Regions from separate parts of the Mus musculus genome. Here regions 1, 2, 4, 5 and 6 are each linked to region 3. A link is a contact called in public HiChIP or PLAC-seq data. All regions are on one chromosome and are shown on one strand. The core of a region is the stretch at or near the end of the contact, and the rest is flanking DNA. Distances in the headings are between cores, read along the strand shown.

Region 1 (2,700 bases), core at 124-2,623, 380 kb before region 3:
GCATTCTCTGTTAGGGAAAAGGGGCATGGATAATAAACGTCTTCAACCAAACTACGTCAAGGAGCTCAAGGTGCTATGCTATTCTTTAGATTACCTATAAATTCATAATTTCTACAATGGATCTTCCCTTAAGTTAGCACGTTTGTAGTTACAACTGGTTATCACACACACACACACACACACACACACACTCAGTTCAACCAGGGTCTGTACTTTCCCAACTTCCTGTATTTGTAATAAACAACTGTGTGTTTTTCTAAACCTCCTAAAAGGTTTTATAAACAAAGTACATTTCCACTGTTAATGAATGTGACCTGAGACTCTATTCGACTCAGGTAATAACTTAGAATCACAAACTTAAACCACACCGCTAACATCCCCGCTTAGATAAAGGTTCTGCATTGTCTTGATACACTCAGACTAACTGCCAACTTGAAAACCATCCACTCAGTCCTCAGTCTTCCCAAGTGTAATTTTCTCCCTGCCACATACACAGAGGGAGACAGTTTACTGCTCTTCCTATGTAAGGTACTTATTATTTTCCTATAAATGAAGCATTCTTAATCCCAGAGCCTAATTTAGGCCACTCTCTAAGCAGTTAGTACTATAGAATCCAAGACACTCAAGACACGTACACAGTGCACACAATCCCACTGCAATGAATTAGAATATTCTGTGAGATGGAGGCAAAAACCTTTAGAAGGGTTGAAGAATGCAACATGCATTTTAGACTTTTCCTTACAAAATTTATAAGAAAAATGTAAATTATATTTTTATGACACACAAGTGACAATGTGTTTGACTCATAAAGGTTTGATCCATATAAATAGAATATGATATATGAGGGAAACTATGAAAGGTGTAGGTTACTGAAAAGTATGCACCCTACAAGTCTGAGTCCATAGAACAGCTCAGCTAGTCGTCCACTGAGGAGACCAGTGGTTTTCACATAAATTAAATAACAACACAGAGACAGATTAAAGCCCCAAGTTCCAGAACACTCAGCTTAACAAACCGAACACCATCCTTGGTATTGAAAGCCCACTATCCAACACTCATGGGATTAACACGACAAAGCTAAGCCTGGCTACGTTACCTGAATCCATGTCAAGTATACTCACAGCACTCACCTATGTCTACACTTGCAAACTGTCACATGATCAATGTTAACAGAAAGGAAAGTTTGGCACATAGATCAATTTCTCAAAACGTTCCTGTAACTTAACACAACACCGTTGAGAACGACGGTTTCAACACCAATGTTAACCTGATTGGCAACTAAACAAGGTGCTTCTTCTTGCAGCTTCACAGAGAGTCTTGTGCACCTTGCCTGGGATGGAGGCACGTAAGGTGCAGTGCGGTAGTGCAAACGTTTGGACGCCAGAGGGCAGGCTTGCCACACGGCTCAAGGTCTTCCCTAGGTTTTTCTTGCTGGGTCCCTGCTTGTACCACTTCATTTCAGCTGATTAACCACACATTTCCGGGGACTCTGTCCACACGTTTCCTTAGTGAAGAAGACATTCCCTCAGAACTCAGAGTGTGGCGAGGATCCTTGAAAAGGAGATGATGAGTGTCAGCACAGTCTGCCCCACGCCCCACACCAGGGCTTCCAGCGGGGCCATGTTCTTCCCAGCCACTCTGTAGATGCCGGCCACTGCTGCACCTGGGAGGGAAGCAGAGCAGAGTCATCCAGGGCCCCACCTGCCACACGCACGGCTGCCTGCGGCAAGTCACCTTTCAGTTACCTAAACAGAAAACCTTCCCCACTCTTCACCTGACTGAGGATCTCCTCCACACGGCTGGTTAACCGTTCCCAAACCCCACAGAACCACACAACCCAAGAACGGTGCTTTTAACGGAACTCTACAGTCCACAGTTCACGCTCTCAGCACTTTTAATGTGAGGATCTTTTCAATAAGAACTGACACTCATGTTTACTCCAGAATACACTCTCATCCATCCCCTTAAAATGCACATATTGAAAAGGAAAGAAATAGGTACTGGTCCCAGCACTCTGGGCACTAACTCTAGAGAGCAGTCACGGCAGGAGGAACTATCAGTGCCTCATAACTCAACTTACGGTGCTGGAATAGCCATCCTGGTCCTACCTCACACCATGCCATCATAAAAGAAGAAAAGGCTAAAAATAAAACCACAGCTGTAAACTTGGAAACCAAGTGGATGGGTTCAGTATACTACGAAAGAGAGGGCCTTAAAACCACAGGGAAGAAAGTGGGAAGGGAGGAAGGGAGGTTAGAAGGAAAGGAGGGTGGGCAGGAGAAAAGAGGAGAGGAGGGGAGAGGCAATAAAGGAAAAGTAGGAGAGAAGAAAAGGCAGAGGGCCAGGTGCAACAGCACCCTCAACCACCGCTCGCTCTCTTTCTCTCTCTCTCTCTTTCTCTCTCTCTCTCTCTCAGCAGAGGCAGGTGGTTCTCAGTGAGTTCTCAAGCAAACATGGGTTGGTGAGATGGCTCGGTGTTCACAGCAACCACTGCTTTCTCAAGGGACCTGGGTTCAATTTCTAGCAACCATATGGTAGCCCATGGCTATCCGTTAACTCCAAGGGATCCAATGCCCTGTTTGGCCTCCATGGGCACCAGACACATAAGTGGTACATAGACATACACGCAGGTAAAATGCCTATATACAAATATATAAAATTTAAAAACCAACAGCAAAGCCCTAGATGTCAGCAAGTAAC
Region 2 (2,700 bases), core at 39-2,538, 270 kb before region 3:
CAAGTTTTACCTTTCAAAATCATGTTCTCTATTTTAATATCAAAGATATCTGCATGCTTTCTTTTTTTTTAAAGATTTATTTATTTATTATTTGTAAGTACAATGTAGCTGTCTTCAGACACCCCAGAAGAGGGAGTCAGATCTCATTACAGATGGTTGTGAGCTACCATATAGTTGCTGGGGTTTGAACTCAAGACCTTCAGAAGAGCAGTCAGTGCCCTTAACCACTGAGCCATCTCTCCAGCGCATGCTTTCTTAATATCACTCAACCTATGTAATGCTAATATAATTCTCTTCCATAGCATTTACTCTTCAAATGTATAAAATCCTTTACTCCTACTGAATGTCTCCAGTCTCTCTAAAGATGGGCCTTAAGCTATCTTCTGCCCCTAAACTAAATTCCAGCTAAGAATCTTGGGGTCAGTCAGGACCATGAGTCAGAAAGGAACACATAAAACCTTGCAGATGACTCTAGAGGCTGTTTGCCATTGTTGGGCACTTCACATTTCCGAGGGAGCATTTCAGAGAATTCCCTTGCATTAGAGGAAGAAGTCAGGATTTATAAGCCTTTTGTGAGACAGCTATACACTTTCCTTATTTTGTTGGAGATGGGGGCAGTGGGCCAGGTATTGTGAAGGGCGTTGACTTACTCCACTCTTCCAGTTACAATGGCAAACTTCCCATTGCATACACATGTCTTGGAAGTTTAAAGAAAGCAGAATGTAGGCCATTGTGCAATACTTTGGGAAGGATTCTCTGAGTCCAATGGTAGAGCCAGAAGAATGAGTAAGACTGGAGTTGAGGGAATGGGGCAGTTCTGGGTAATGTAATAGCAAACGATGTCAGGCCGTCTATATGGCCACTTGGGCAGAAATGTAGGAGAGAGAAATTTAGGGCATAGGAGCTCTGCAAAGGCGGCACATGATCATACATTATGTGTGTGTGCACAATAGTGCATATACGCACATGCTGCTGTTTGAACAGCAATTTCCATTTGCACACCCTGCCTTTATAATACTTTTAGCCTCTATCCTCAACCTGAAAGGTATAGTCTGAGTACTAGTAATGATAAAAAGTTTCTCACATGTGGAAAGTGCACACGACTTAAAAGCTTATTCCTGTCCTTGCACCGTTAAAGCGTTGACATGCTCTGGAGGCACTTACTTCTTGGGGTGTGGAGCATGCCTCTCACAGTGACTTTGTCATTGCATTTACAAAGTATCGTTTGCTTCAAGTAACTGCTAAAGCCTGCCCTCACCACCTACAGGATGCTAAGGTTCCGTGCTTAACACTCACTCACTTTCACAAGCATCTTTCTATGAGGCCCAGGCCCTGTGATGGGTTAGTTAGCTGGCTCTACTCTGACGCTGCTAAATCAACAGGAAGGGCGAGGGGCACTGTTGATCAGGGGTCTAGGAATGCAAGCGTCTCCTTTGGCTTCCTGCTCTGCCCACATAAAGGGATAGCTTCATTCAGCAAAGCCAATCCCCAGCTTTAGGCAGCTTTAGCCAACCCTACCCCCCTTTTTCCTTCCTTTTGGTGAATACCGCATAGTGTGGGATACTATAAACCTGCCATGCCTTTCTCAGAACTTTCCCTTAGTGGGAGTTCTGTATTATGAAGCCTGGTGGCCTATGTGTGGGGAACAAGGAGTTCTCAAATGCTGTGCTCATACCTGTTAGACATACTTGTCCCCGAAGCCCTTGACATGCACGCCAAAGTCTGTAACCCTGGCTATTGAAGGAATGTATCTTAGCCTTAGGATCAGAAGCACAGTGATAAAAAAATAAATAAATAAATAAATAAATAAATAAATAAATAAATAAATAAATAAAATTCTGTGTCCAAACTTCCCTTCAAGGAGCCCTTAGAATGGTGAATGATGAAGCTTTAAAAAAATATTTTTTACCCCCTAACAACTCTTCTTACATGCCTTATCTGAGTTGGGACCTAACATGACCTGAATCCCCAGTCACCTATAATACACGTATTATTACTGTATTTTAACCCAAACCAACCTGAAATTTGCTTGACATGGACAACTTGCTTGAGATGTGCCAGCTCCTAAGCTGCAGTCGTTTTCATCTAGGTGTCACTAGCTCTTCCTCCATATTGAAGGAAGATGTGACTCATCTGTCACTTCCCTCTTTTCATAGATTGCTATTAAATGAGCTATGGCATGGCTGGCTCTGGATGCACAACCCTGAATAAGACGAGTTAGGTCTCTGTTATATACTCGCTACTAGAGAGAAAATTCACAGATAGCTAATGTCCCATGGGGTCTGCTTTCTGTCATTGTAAGAAAATGCCTGGGATGATTAACTTATAGAGAGAAACTTCATTTTGTCTTGTGGTTTGAGAATTCAAGTCTGTGATCAAGCAAGTGTGTTGCTTTTAGGTCCCTTGTGAGTGTGTCAGTGACAAGGGAGAATGAGGCAGTTCAAACTACTCACTGCATGTTCAGAAAACAGTGGAAGAGGAGGAAGTGGCCAGAATGCCATAACCCCCTCCAAATGCATAATAACCAATGACCTAAGGACCACCTCTTCGTCCCACCCCCAAATTCCCACAGGAGGGACCAAGCTTTTGGCATGTGGGCCCTGAGGACCATCCAGCATCCAAATTATAGCAAGTGCTACAGGAAATTAAAAGAAACAAAACCCAACACCAGCTAAATGATGTATTTTCTTATGACAGGAC
Region 3 (2,700 bases), core at 149-2,648:
TGTGAAGCCTTCGGTTCAGTCAGCATTACTGACAAAATTTAAATACACATATAGGTGTCTAAATATGTAAGTGCATATCTTTCCAAATATAGCTACTGGACTGAGCATTAACTATGTAAGAATAAGCTTTACAGTATTTATAAAATTTTAACCCAATACTCCATCACTTCAAACCCATACTTGGTCTTCTAAATACCAGTGCTTACTGTCATTTATTTGAAATACTCTCCAAACTCTCACAATTGTTCAGTCTCCTGGCTGAGACCTGTGGTTATCAGCTATGTGCATAACGAATTAAGAGGGATGGAAAACACGCCATGAGAACAGTTTAACGTTCCTTCCCTCCTGGGAAGAGAAGTACACAGCAGCAGACCAAACAGCCCCAGGACAGCAGAACCAAGATAAGGTTCCCTGACCCTGGAAGTTTATTACCGCCAGTGGTGTTTTTTTTTTTTTTTTTTTTTTTTTTTTTTTTTTTTGGCTCTGCCCATTATCAAGTAGGCTGGGAATTTGGTTAAAGCCTGAACTTGGAAGTAAACAAACAGCTTCACGTGCGCTGGAAACCCAAAAGGTGATGAAATCTCTCACTAGGTTCAGAACATCCAAATAAAAAGATGAAACCGATCACTGCTCCTTCGAATACAGGCCACGGTGAAAGATCTGGGTAGGCTGTGGCATTATGGCAACCAAGGACAAACCTGCCGGGGAAGCAGAAACGTGCTTCTACCTCGAGTCAGGATGCCAGACCTGAAGGTTCGCTGAGCCTGAAGGTTCGTGATGCCCGGGCGACCTGCCCTGAGCAAGAGGCATGACTCCTCTAAACTCGGTCTTGGGAGCCCGGTGGCCACCGAGACCACCGAGGTGATCACCGTGGACACTTGTCCACGCGAGCTTTCCCGACCGCCCCCGGCGTTACCCCCCACTCACCGCACACCATCAGCAACAGGACGATCAGCAGCGTGGCCACGAACACCAGCAGGGTCAGCCCCACGTTGTGCCACATTTTGAGAGCTGGGGGGTGGGCGCGGGCTCAGCGGCGGGCGGCAGAGCGGCGGGGCGGCATGGACCGCGGGTGCCCGAGGGCAGCGCCCCCAGGGGGCGGAACTTGGCGGTGCGGGGGCGGGCCGCGACGGGACCGGCCCTCAGACCTGCCCCCGGCCGGGGCGACCGAGTCGCTGGTGGAGCGGGCCTTGGGACGCCACTACCGCCTCCTCATCGCTCCGGGGAGCCGGAGCCACGGCGAGCGGAGAGGCCGGCGACGGACGGACGCGCTGCCATGGCGGACGTCGAGGCGGGGAAAGAGTGATCTGGAGGTGGCGCGGCGAACGCCAGGCCCTGGCTGCAGCTCACTCGAGGTCCCCCTCCTCCCTCGGAGACGCCAGATGTCAACCACTCCCCGAGGCCGCTGCAGCTGCTCCTCCGCTCCCCGCCCCCTCCCCCGCGGTAGCTCATCACCAAGCACCCACTCCGCAGCGACTCAGCCGCTGCGCGAGGCCTGCTGGGTAATGTAGTGCAAAGATCGGCGAGAGCTCCAGGTCTCCGCCCAGCAACGAACTACCACTCCCAGGAGTCAACGCTGCTCCGGCTTCTCCTTGCTCTCCTTTCCCGTCCCCTGTGCCTTTGGTGTTCTTGAGCCGCCACCTCCAACTTAGAGACTGCTGATTCTTGTTCTCAAGACTGTGCGTCGGACTGTCTCCCTGCCGAGGTGCCAGTTACATTTCAGCCGTTAATTCAAATACAAAATTGGTTTTAGTGAGCAAAAGGGAAAAGAGGATGGCTGTTGCCTGAAAAACAGGTTGTACTTGAACCCAACCTATTGCTCCCGGCAAAGGTTAGTTACTTGTGAGGAAATAAGTCCCCTGACGTCAGAATCTGGAAAGCCTTCCCCCTCCCCCAGCAACAGATGTTGTGTTGTGTTTTCACAGATAGTACGCTTCAGAAGTAACTGGTGAGTGACTTAGAGACATCTGTGCTCTTAATTCACCTACCTGTTTAGCAAGTTTCGTTCTGTTGTCTCCTTTAATTCAAGCAACATCTGGCCAACAGCCAAAGGTTTTGCCACATTTGCTTGAACTAACTTCTGAAAAACAAGGTATTTATCTCAAGTCCTTTTTTTCTATTTGAAATTAAAACTCCCAGTTCTGCCACATCTGTTAACGCAAGAGGTGATCAGCCCTTTCCTCCCTGAGAAATCAAGGCTTTCGCCTTCCACTGCAACTCTGTGCTAGCCATTCCCAGATGCCCTACTGTGTAAACTGCTTTCCAGCTAAGACGCAGCATAAAAATACATCAAGGCATTACTGGCTTTGCGCAAGATTTAATATACAGTTCCTGTGGAGAGAGTTGAGCTCGATGCAATAAATTTAGAAATCAACTTATTCATTTTTAGCAGATGATCCAACTCACTTGCATAACGGAGCACGTTTGATTTACAATCTGGTTGAAAGGAATACATTTGAATAGATCTAGTTCAAAAGAAATCAGGAAGAATCCAGACCTTTTTACCTTCTCTTTCATTCACATACAACAAACACTTCTGTGTGCTCTGGACTTCTTTGAGGTGCCAAGGATAAAGCCATGGCAGGGGCTGGTGAGATGGCACTGACTGCCCTTTCCGAAGGTCCTGAGTTCAAATCCTAGCAACCACATGATGGCTCATGACCATCCGTAATGAGATCCGATGTCCTCTTCTGTCAGAAG
Region 4 (2,700 bases), core at 131-2,630, 300 kb before region 3:
CTTTCATTCTATCTCAGAAAAGGCTCCCTGTCTTACTCGCGAGCACAGCACGAGGACTCCCGAGGAGCCATATACCTCCTAAAAATGAAACTCTTTTTCCAAGGTTGAATGTGAGATGAAAGAATTAAACCAACAAACACACACACAAACAAAACAACAAAACAATGGCTAATTTGAGGAAGAAACTCTAGCAGGTTTCTTAAGAGTCCCAATTGGATTCACTTTTGTATATTTTAGTATTTTTTTCTTTTCTTAGTTTTTGTTTTGTTTTGTTTTTTTGAGAGTTGTACCCTTCCTTGATCACTCAGCTCTGTGTCCATCCTTCGCCTTCCTTTGGGAACCAGCTCGTTCCAGTTCCGTCTTGACTGCCTTTGCCACCCTTAGGCTCTGTTCTACCACGTGAATTCTGAAGAGGAAGAGGAGAAAGGGGAGAGGAGAAGGGGGGAGAAGGAAGTAGAGGAGGAGGAGGAGGAGGAGGAGGAAAGAGGAAGAGGAAGAAGCCACCATGTCACTCCATAAGCCATTGGTTCCACAGTCTTAGGGATTCTCCTGTGACCGTCCAGCCTGTGTTTCCTGACTTCCCCCATCCCTGCATCGACCACCTTCTTAAAGGGGTTTCTCCTTTTCTGTCTGCTCTTGAGTTCTCCCCACTTACTGGAAACATCAGGGGCCTTTATTTTACCCCAGACTTCTTGCCTATACCCCAGTCTCCTCTTATCCCCTGCACTTCTCTAACTCAATACCTTAGCTTTGATCACGCTGGAAGAAAAAGAAGCAGGCCGTCATTTTCTTCCTCTACAGTGCAGTTACTTCCTGCAAAATTACCTCTGAGTCCTCCAATCATTTTCACCACCATGTTATACAACGAGACCTCCACTTCTCTGTCTCTGTCTCTCTCGCTCTCTCTTGCTCTCTGTCACTGTCTGTCTCTGTCTCTCTCCCACTCCCTTTCTTCTCTTCATTTTTAGAGAAAGGGTCTACCTGTGTAGCTTAGGCTGGCCCCATCTCACAATCTTTCCTTGGCCTCCCCGTGCTGAGATTACGTGTACAGCTCTCGGAGCTACCTTGCCTGTCGGGCCCTTACACAGCTTGCTGATGAGCCGACTGTCTTCCAGTTTCTTTTTATGATGCTCCCCCCTCTCATGCTGTTTCATAATCTCTATTGTTTAAAACATCACTTCCTTGTTTAAAAACTGTTCACAATTTTCCACTGACTGCACCGAAATCCTCATTTCTTACATACCATTTGGCGATTTGTAATTGGCCCTGCGTCTATTTTTCCCACCGCATTTCTCTCTGACACCATCCCCGCACACCCACAGAGATGACCACATGCAATTCCTGAAGGCTGCCCAGCTTCTCTGAGCACGCGCACACATGTGTGTGAGGATTCCCTCAGAAGTTAGGAGAGGGAGTCAGACCCCCTGGAGCTGCAAACACAGTTAGGAGCCTGTGGATGTTGACCAAACTCAGGTCCTCTGTGGGAGCGGCAAACATTCCAACCGCTGAACTAACCTAGCCTCTTAACTGAACTTTAATGATTTAATAAGTGTCCAGGATCCTGCCACCCATTTAAGAGTCAGGACGTTGGAGTGAGGTTGTTATTTATGTGACTCTTAAACATCACACTTACTGTTTATACTGGATGGAGATAACCACATTTAAAAAGTTATTGTTTATGGGTGTCTTTGGTCTTTGTTTTTGTTCTAAGCCAGGGATGGTGGTGGTGCATGCCTGTTATACTTGCTATTTTTCTGTAGTGAAAATAAAATAACCAGATGGAAAGCAATTTAGTGAAGAAGTGACTGGCTGATTTGGGCCCATTGGCTGACTACCCCTTTGGAAGTGCTCTAGGGACCTGACTGACTTTCTGTGACTCTGCGTTAGCTCTCTGACTCTCTCTGCACTCTGTGTGCTGTGGAGGGGTCTCCAGTCTCTCACACCCCTTTACTATAGTCTACCCGGAGCTGGGTTGTCGATCTTTCTCCTACACTCTTTACCCAAGCCTGAGTTTTCGGCTCTGCCGTCTTCTAGACCATCTCTGCCACTCTTCAGTGAGTTCTAGTCTCACTCCACCCCATAGCTTTCATTCGATAGTGAACGGGAGTGAATGGAGTCACAGAGCCAGGTACAGCAGTGATGTGAGAAGAGGAATGAAACGCATCAGAAATATTTGCTGCTGTCGTTTCATATCCTGACTGGGAAGGCAGACCTGTACTTCAGTGAAATCACATGGCAATTGCTGTGTGTGTGTGACTGTAGGAGTGTGTATGTATGCATGAGAGAGAGAGGGACAGAGAGAGAGAGAGAGAGAGAGAGAGAGAGAGAGAGAGAGAGAGAGGATTTCATGAGTGTGAGAGAAATTATTAGACTGACTTATATGATCAGAGCTGAGTATTCTTATAGCCCATGTCGACAGGCTGAAGAGCCAGGGGAATTAAGTACTCACTCATTTCAAGAAGCTGGAAACCCAAGCAAGAGGAGCAAAGATGCAAGCTCAGCTCAAACCAAAGCAAAAATCCTGGAAGCCCGGAGAGCTGTCGGTCTGAGGCCACACCCCAAAGCTGGAAATTGACAAGACAGTGGAGGCAGGGACATGAGGAAGTTGAGAGAGCCTAACCCAAGTGAGTGTGTTATATGAAAATACACGAGAAAACCTTCTATTTTCTTTTAATGAACCTTGTATTTGCTGTCAGCAGG
Region 5 (2,700 bases), core at 164-2,663, 330 kb before region 3:
TGCAAAAACAGAGAACATTTATTCTGCAGAAACCAGCATGCAGGGGTCAACTGTTCTTGGAAATGGCGAGCCCAGACAAAGGCAAGCAGGCCTTCTTAAAGGGAATTAGGGAAATTTTCTAGAAGGATTAGGTAATCTAAACTTTCATTAGTGGGTGCTAGGGGGTCACAGATAGTCAGTGGTCTGCATTCCTATGTCGTGAATATTTAACCATGGGGTGAGATAGGGCTGCCCAGCACAGATTCTGAGATAAGATATTCTCCCATTCGTGTGGTTAGCAGCAAGCTCTTCCTTGGGAGGGGGTTTTATGACCTTGTTCCTGGATTTTATGGTCTGTTCCCTTATGGCCTAGTTCCTGGGACTTATGATCTGTTCCTGGAGCTGGCGCCTTATGGTCTTCTTTTCAAATTCAGGCCTGGTCCTTAAAGGGAAACAAATGGAGTTTATGTTGTCCTTTCAGTTTTTTATTTGGGGAAGGGAGTTTGAGACAGGGGTTCTGTAGGTAGCTTTGGCTGGATCACTGTGCACACCAGGGTACCTCAAACTCTCAGAGATCTGCCTGCCTCTGCCTCCTGAGTGCTGGGATTAAAAGCCTGTGGCACCAGACCACCCTTCTGCTCTCTCTCTCTCTCTCTCTCTCTCTAAAGATCAGTGCTTAAATGTATATCACATGTATATTAAGATATCTTTACTAAATTCCAACTCAGCACCATAAACTGGCCTGTCCTCTGAAGTTGTTTTCTTCATTGAAGTGATGAATCTTGGTTTAGCACAAGTAGAGGTCCCAAAACATGTTAGGGTAACTCCTTGATCTGCTGCGGGTGATGCTGGGCTTCCTGACAACGTCCCCACAAATGCTGACAATTTTCTTTTGTGGTTTTGATTCCACTGTTAAGATGTTTCTATTTGTTCATTCATTGTAAGTGTTCCTTTGAGTCCGCACACTGGTTATAATAGCACTTTATATCCTTAAATGTTAATTCCTGTGTCTGTGTCTTCATCCTATCACACTTGCCTTTTAAGACAAATTGTGTTTAGTGACATTTTCCTGTGTCTCTCTAAGTCTAGAAATGCGGAGTCCTTTGGACTGTAGTGTGAATTATCATTTGGATCAGTTGGCGCATAGTGTGACTGATTTTTAGGACTGGTTTCTGTTCAGTCAATCTGTGTGTGTTGATTTTTTGTTTTTACTCTTTGAAGCAGGGTTTTGTGTATCACAGGTGAGCTCAAACTCACTATATAGCTAAGGAGGGATCCTGAACTTCCAGTTTTTCTGCCTCTACCTATTGATTGCTGGGACTACAGGCCTGTATGGTATACCATCGACATTTATGTGGTATGGCATGAACCCAGGCCTTCACACACACTAGGCCATCACTCTACTAACTGGGCTAAATCCCCAGCCCTGTTTTTGACGTAAGGCAAGCAATTAGTTTCACTTTCATTTGATCACCGGCTATGTTTTTCCTGAAATGGGACAGCTTGAAACTCTGTTTAGTTCTTGCAGACTTAGCTGGCCTGTCCGACGTCCTCTCTATGCACAGATAGTAACAGAATGAACCCAGTCTGGGCCAGGCTAATCTACAGGACACCCTGCCCATGTGGTGGCCAGGGCTTCTTCCTGCCCAGACTTTCTCTTCTCCTTCTCCAGTTACCATGGTTTCCCAAATCCTGTTCCATAGCCAAGTCAGTAAGACTGGATTTCTTTTAGAATTTTACCCACTGTGACTAAGGCCCACCCGCAGACAAATATTTGTGTCAAAAAAGGAATCATCCTGCACCATTTCCTTCTTTCAAGTATAAATGTATTTCCAGCTTCTTTCAAACCTGTTGGTGTCTTCAGATTCTTGTAACTTCTATTTTGTGTTGAGATTATAGTCACCATCTGGCAATGGGCTGACCTGATAAAAGCGACTTCTTAATTACTGGAAACTAACTCGAAGTAACATTTTATTTACCAAGAAGTTAGTACTTTATTAATTTTTCTCACTAACTAAATGTAGTAGGCACCTGGTATTTATACTACATAAAATAATTTTCTCTACCCCCAAAATATTTATTAATTTATTTATTAATCACTCACTTCTGAGCATATTCCATGTCATAAGCACTGGTTGCATAAAAGTAGGTGAATTTCAGCCTTCTCTGACTCAGAGTCTAACGATGTACTGTATGTTACCAGTAATTGCCAGCTCGCACTTGGTGAATTATAGGTCCAAGGATATATATGGTTTCTGCTGCTACTGTTTTTATTTAAAGACAAGCCAAACAGCTCTAGACATGACTTCAAAGCGACTGCAGAATCAAATGTCAGTACATGCAGCCCCTCCCTTTTCCAAGAGAGTCAATGGCTCCAAAGAAATGGATCTGGCAACAAGCTTGACTACCTGCACATTTAGACAACTGAAAATAGTAAATCGCAGCTGTCAGGATATCAACCGTGAACTTCAGAAACGTTTCTGCCTAATAACATCTGGACAGGCAGCCTATATTTCCTTTTAAATAGCTTTAGAACTGAAGGCCTTAATATATAAAGTGAAAATGATTTAGTAACTCTCTCTGTCCTCCACCCAGTTCCGCAGTGATAAAAGAAGCCCACGTCTCTGTAAACAGTCACAGGAACATAATGATTTATTAGCATTCCAATTTCTGCCTTCTGTTTCTTTTCATGTCTTGACAATTCATGTCATAACTCCCTTA
Region 6 (2,700 bases), core at 90-2,589, 280 kb after region 3:
TTTCATTTTAATTAATTAATTAATTTATTTATTTATTTGGAAGTTAGGCACATGTGCTGTAGTATACATTTGAAGGTCAGAGGACTGCTTAGGGAGTCACTTCTATCCTATCGTGTAAGTTCCAGGAACTGGACTCAAGACATCACTCTTGGTAGCAAGAGCCCCTCCTCCCTGAGCCATGTCACTGGCCCTACTATATCACTTTCGTACTTTGATTTTTCCCCTTGCAATGGTCAGCTTGGCATAAACTAGAGCCACCTGAGAAGGAATCTCAGTTGAGGGCCCATCTTTATCAAATTAGCTTGTGGACATGTGGGGGGGGGGGTATTGGTACCCTCTGGGTTTATGAGTGATATGGGAGGGGCTGGCTCACTGTGGGCCGTACTGCCCCTAGCAAGTAATTCTGGACTGTGTAAGAAAGCAAGCTGGGCAAGTCATGAAAAGAAGCCAATAGTGAATCCGGGCGTGGTGGCCCACGCCTTTAATCTCAGCACTCAGGAGGCAGAGGCAGGCGGATTTCTGAGTTCGAGGCCAGCCTGGTCTACAGAGTAAGTTCCAGGACAGCCAGGGCTGTACAGAGAAATGGTTCCTGCCTTCAGCTCCTGCCTTGACACAGGGATAGGCTGCATATAACCTCCTGCCCTGACATACATAATACATCCTTTGCAAAACCTGTGGGCTGAAAGAAACCCTTTCCTCCCCCAAAGTTGATTTGGCCATGGTTACCACAGCAACAGAAACCAAACTAGGTCACTGGTTCACGCCCCTCCCCCTGCCTTGTGCCTTCTGCCCTAAGAGCCCCCTTTCAGCGTTCCTGGTACAGGTGTTCTATTATGCCCCAGCCCCTGACTCAAACCCTCTTATTTTCTCTGTGCTCCCCTTTCTAGTTACAGTCCACCTATCCAGACTTACAGGCTCACATATATATTTATATACATAAGTTAGAAGCTAGGATCCACATAGGAGAGATATCATACAGTATGCACGTTTCTTATCACTTCATATAAGAGTATCCAGAACCATTCATTTTCCTGCAAATGATGTTTGCTTTATGACGAAATAAATTCCATTTTGTATCTATACCACATTTTCATTAGCCATTCGTCTGTTGATGAACATCCAGTCTGGTCCAAATTCTTTGCTACCAAGAATATAAGGCAAAAATAAATGTGGTTAGCGGTTGGACATCAGAGCCCTTTACATATCTGTTCTCAGTGTGTCTTAGAACATCCCCACGTCTTGCTTTATCTGGCCCAGCTCCCATTTGCCCTAGAGCACAGCGAGAAGTCATGTGGCATTTCCCATCCAGGGGTGTGTTGTAAGAAATGTGTCACCAAGCAGTTTCATCTTTGAGCAAACACCACAGAGAGACTTGTGTAACTCAGACAGGTCAATCACTATTCCTGGCCTCTTGACACCATTAAGATGTGGTAATCACGAGATATGTATATGACTTGTTATAGCTGCTCCCCCACCTCCGTAGGCTAGAAGATTTATGCTTTAAACTAACAACACAAAAGACACCATTGTAAATATACAAACAAGTTGTAGATTATGGTGTATGTCCATCTTTGTGTGTGCTGTCGTTGTCTACAAGGTAGGAGGTGTGTTTGTGTCTCATTGCCACAACACGAGCGAAATGCTTTGGGCTGATGTAACAGATCTGGTGAAAATGAATCTATTCTAAAGAGACACTCTGTCTCTCCATCTGACTACCAGACTATTGAAACAGGAGAGCAATGAGAATCCCCAATCATCAGATTCTCACTCTGGGGGAAGGAGAGGGTGCCAGACAGACAGGAACTTGTCTCCCAGAGAGAGATTTCCTAGAGTTCTTACAGCCTGCCAGTCCACCTTACAGAAGGGGACCGAAAGCCCCAGACACAGTTTGGTGGAGTCTACTTAGATGTGGATGGATATCCAACGTCCTGTATTTAAACTTTAATCTCACTTCAAGACCCCAAAGACGGACTTGAGGGAGATTCCCTGGCTCCCTTTGTCCTTTTCAATATGGCTACACTGAGTAAATCTCCTTTTGCTGTTTTCCACTATTAATTGGATTTTTAAAATTGGCTCATTAAGTATGGTGGCTGAATTTTGGTTGGAGCACAGGCTACAATGCCCAAATCTGAGGTGCTAGGCTGGCTGTTGATGTCGTTAGGCAGTAAGGACCTTTCAACTTCATTATAACCTTCTAGAGGCACTGTGTTTAGCCCACTGTCAAACTGTTATGTTGTTTTTAAGATAAAAAGCCCCACTCTGTAGCTCAGGCTGGCCTTGAACCTTTAGCAATCCTCTTATGTCAGCTTCTTTTTGTTATTGGTGGTGGTTGTAGTGGTTTTTGAGACAGGGTTTCTTTGTGTAGCCTTGACCATCTGCGGCACCACTCCCTGGTCCAAGAATATATAGGTAGGTGTGGCCTTGTTGGAATAGGTGTGACCTGGTTGGAGTAGGTGTGTCACTGTGGGTGTGGGCATAAGATCCTCACCCTAGTTGCCTGGAAGTCAGTCTTCCACTAGTAGCCTTTGGATGAAGACGTAGAACTCTGGAAGAGGCAGTACAGAACCATTTGTAGTTAAGGTTACAGGTGGGGCAGAGTCCAATCCTTGAAAAACAGAGATTTAATCATAAACGAGAATGCACCTAGTTTGTCTTTACTGTAAGATGGCTTTTAAGCCTAAAATGGAGGCAGGCTGGTTC

What was found. HiChIP or PLAC-seq counts read pairs in DNA pulled down with a chosen protein or histone mark.
Region 1: a contact with region 3 is called in an H3K27ac HiChIP or PLAC-seq map of T-cell acute lymphoblastic leukemia, with 8 times the contacts expected there. The contact joins the enhancer-like site here to the promoter of Smim13 in region 3. A contact is called at or near these places in 4 of 39 promoter capture datasets (the C10 cell line, the HPC-7 cell line, cranial neural crest and 1 more), 2 of 15 datasets of contacts at CTCF or cohesin (embryonic stem cells and large pre-B cells), 1 of 484 Hi-C or Micro-C datasets (embryonic fibroblasts), 17 of 115 datasets of contacts at active chromatin or transcription factors (the 230-238 cell line, T-cell acute lymphoblastic leukemia, bone marrow-derived macrophages and 7 more) and 1 of 9 other capture datasets (bone marrow-derived macrophages).
Region 2: a contact with region 3 is called in an H3K4me3 HiChIP or PLAC-seq map of craniofacial prominence, with 5 times the contacts expected there. The contact joins the enhancer-like site here to the promoter of Smim13 in region 3. A contact is called at or near these places in 4 of 39 promoter capture datasets (the HPC-7 cell line, HPC-7-derived erythroid cells, cranial neural crest and 2 more) and 2 of 115 datasets of contacts at active chromatin or transcription factors (bone marrow-derived macrophages and craniofacial prominence).
Region 4: a contact with region 3 is called in an H3K4me3 HiChIP or PLAC-seq map of bone marrow-derived macrophages, with 3 times the contacts expected there. The contact joins the enhancer-like site here to the promoter of Smim13 in region 3. A contact is called at or near these places in 10 of 39 promoter capture datasets (the C10 cell line, cranial neural crest, frontonasal cranial neural crest and 7 more), 1 of 15 datasets of contacts at CTCF or cohesin (the NIH/3T3 cell line), 3 of 484 Hi-C or Micro-C datasets (B cells, bone marrow-derived macrophages and cranial neural crest), 21 of 115 datasets of contacts at active chromatin or transcription factors (the 230-238 cell line, bone marrow-derived macrophages, craniofacial prominence and 16 more) and 3 of 9 other capture datasets (adipose tissue, embryonic stem cells and liver).
Region 5: an H3K4me3 HiChIP or PLAC-seq map of bone marrow-derived macrophages shows a contact between it and region 3, with 8 times the contacts expected there. The contact joins the enhancer-like site here to the promoter of Smim13 in region 3. A contact is called at or near these places in 16 of 39 promoter capture datasets (the 3T3-L1 cell line, the C10 cell line, the HPC-7 cell line and 13 more), 3 of 15 datasets of contacts at CTCF or cohesin (CD8 T cells, the NIH/3T3 cell line and embryonic stem cells), 8 of 484 Hi-C or Micro-C datasets (CD4 T cells, LSK cells, bone marrow-derived macrophages and 4 more), 38 of 115 datasets of contacts at active chromatin or transcription factors (the 230-238 cell line, T-cell acute lymphoblastic leukemia, Th17 cells and 24 more) and 3 of 9 other capture datasets (adipose tissue, embryonic stem cells and liver).
Region 6: an H3K4me3 HiChIP or PLAC-seq map of bone marrow-derived macrophages shows a contact between it and region 3, with 2.5 times the contacts expected there. The contact joins the enhancer-like site here to the promoter of Smim13 in region 3. A contact is called at or near these places in 2 of 484 Hi-C or Micro-C datasets (the G1E-ER4 cell line and nephron progenitors), 5 of 115 datasets of contacts at active chromatin or transcription factors (bone marrow-derived macrophages, embryonic stem cells, microglia and 2 more) and 2 of 9 other capture datasets (adipose tissue and embryonic stem cells).

What each region holds. Positions count from the first base shown.
Region 1 is chr13:41,633,419-41,636,118 of GRCm38.p6, reverse strand. It overlaps Tmem170b (transmembrane protein 170B), which reads right to left. Exons shown (of 3, transcript NM_001163572.2): 3 at 1-1,663. The coding sequence ends at 1,533. Among named protein-coding and RNA genes, the nearest start is that of Gm5082, 14 kb to the left of the region's middle. Within about 2 kb of position 1,373, at least 31 of the 459 cell types and tissues checked have an H3K27ac peak or open chromatin away from gene starts, as enhancers often do. A contact at or near this core is called in T-cell acute lymphoblastic leukemia, where this site is marked.
Region 2 is chr13:41,515,374-41,518,073 of GRCm38.p6, reverse strand. The region is part of intron 6 of Gm32401 (a long non-coding RNA gene); the gene reads right to left. It overlaps Gm32184 (a long non-coding RNA gene), which reads left to right. Exons shown (of 3, transcript XR_382252.4): 3 at 2,698-2,700. Among named protein-coding and RNA genes, the nearest start is that of Gm32401, 30 kb to the right of the region's middle. Within about 2 kb of position 1,288, at least 34 of the 459 cell types and tissues checked have an H3K27ac peak or open chromatin away from gene starts, as enhancers often do. A contact at or near this core is called in bone marrow-derived macrophages, craniofacial prominence and pre-B cells, where this site is marked.
Region 3 is chr13:41,248,542-41,251,241 of GRCm38.p6, reverse strand. Smim13 (small integral membrane protein 13) reads right to left here and starts at 1,398. Exons shown (of 2, transcript NM_001135577.2): 1 at 928-1,398. The coding sequence starts at 1,003.
Region 4 is chr13:41,550,566-41,553,265 of GRCm38.p6, reverse strand. All of the region lies in intron 2 of Gm32184 (a long non-coding RNA gene), which reads left to right. Among named protein-coding and RNA genes, the nearest start is that of Tmem170b, 54 kb to the left of the region's middle. Within about 2 kb of position 1,380, at least 34 of the 459 cell types and tissues checked have an H3K27ac peak or open chromatin away from gene starts, as enhancers often do. A contact at or near this core is called in adipose tissue, bone marrow-derived macrophages and hematopoietic stem and progenitor cells, where this site is marked.
Region 5 is chr13:41,582,649-41,585,348 of GRCm38.p6, reverse strand. The region is part of intron 1 of Gm32184 (a long non-coding RNA gene); the gene reads left to right. Among named protein-coding and RNA genes, the nearest start is that of Tmem170b, 22 kb to the left of the region's middle. Within about 2 kb of position 1,413, at least 99 of the 459 cell types and tissues checked have an H3K27ac peak or open chromatin away from gene starts, as enhancers often do. A contact at or near this core is called in CD8 T cells, LSK cells, Th17 cells and 10 more, where this site is marked.
Region 6 is chr13:40,970,085-40,972,784 of GRCm38.p6, reverse strand. The region is part of intron 1 of A730081D07Rik (RIKEN cDNA A730081D07 gene); the gene reads left to right. Among named protein-coding and RNA genes, the nearest start is that of Pak1ip1, 30 kb to the left of the region's middle. Within about 2 kb of position 1,339, at least 41 of the 459 cell types and tissues checked have an H3K27ac peak or open chromatin away from gene starts, as enhancers often do. A contact at or near this core is called in bone marrow-derived macrophages, where this site is marked.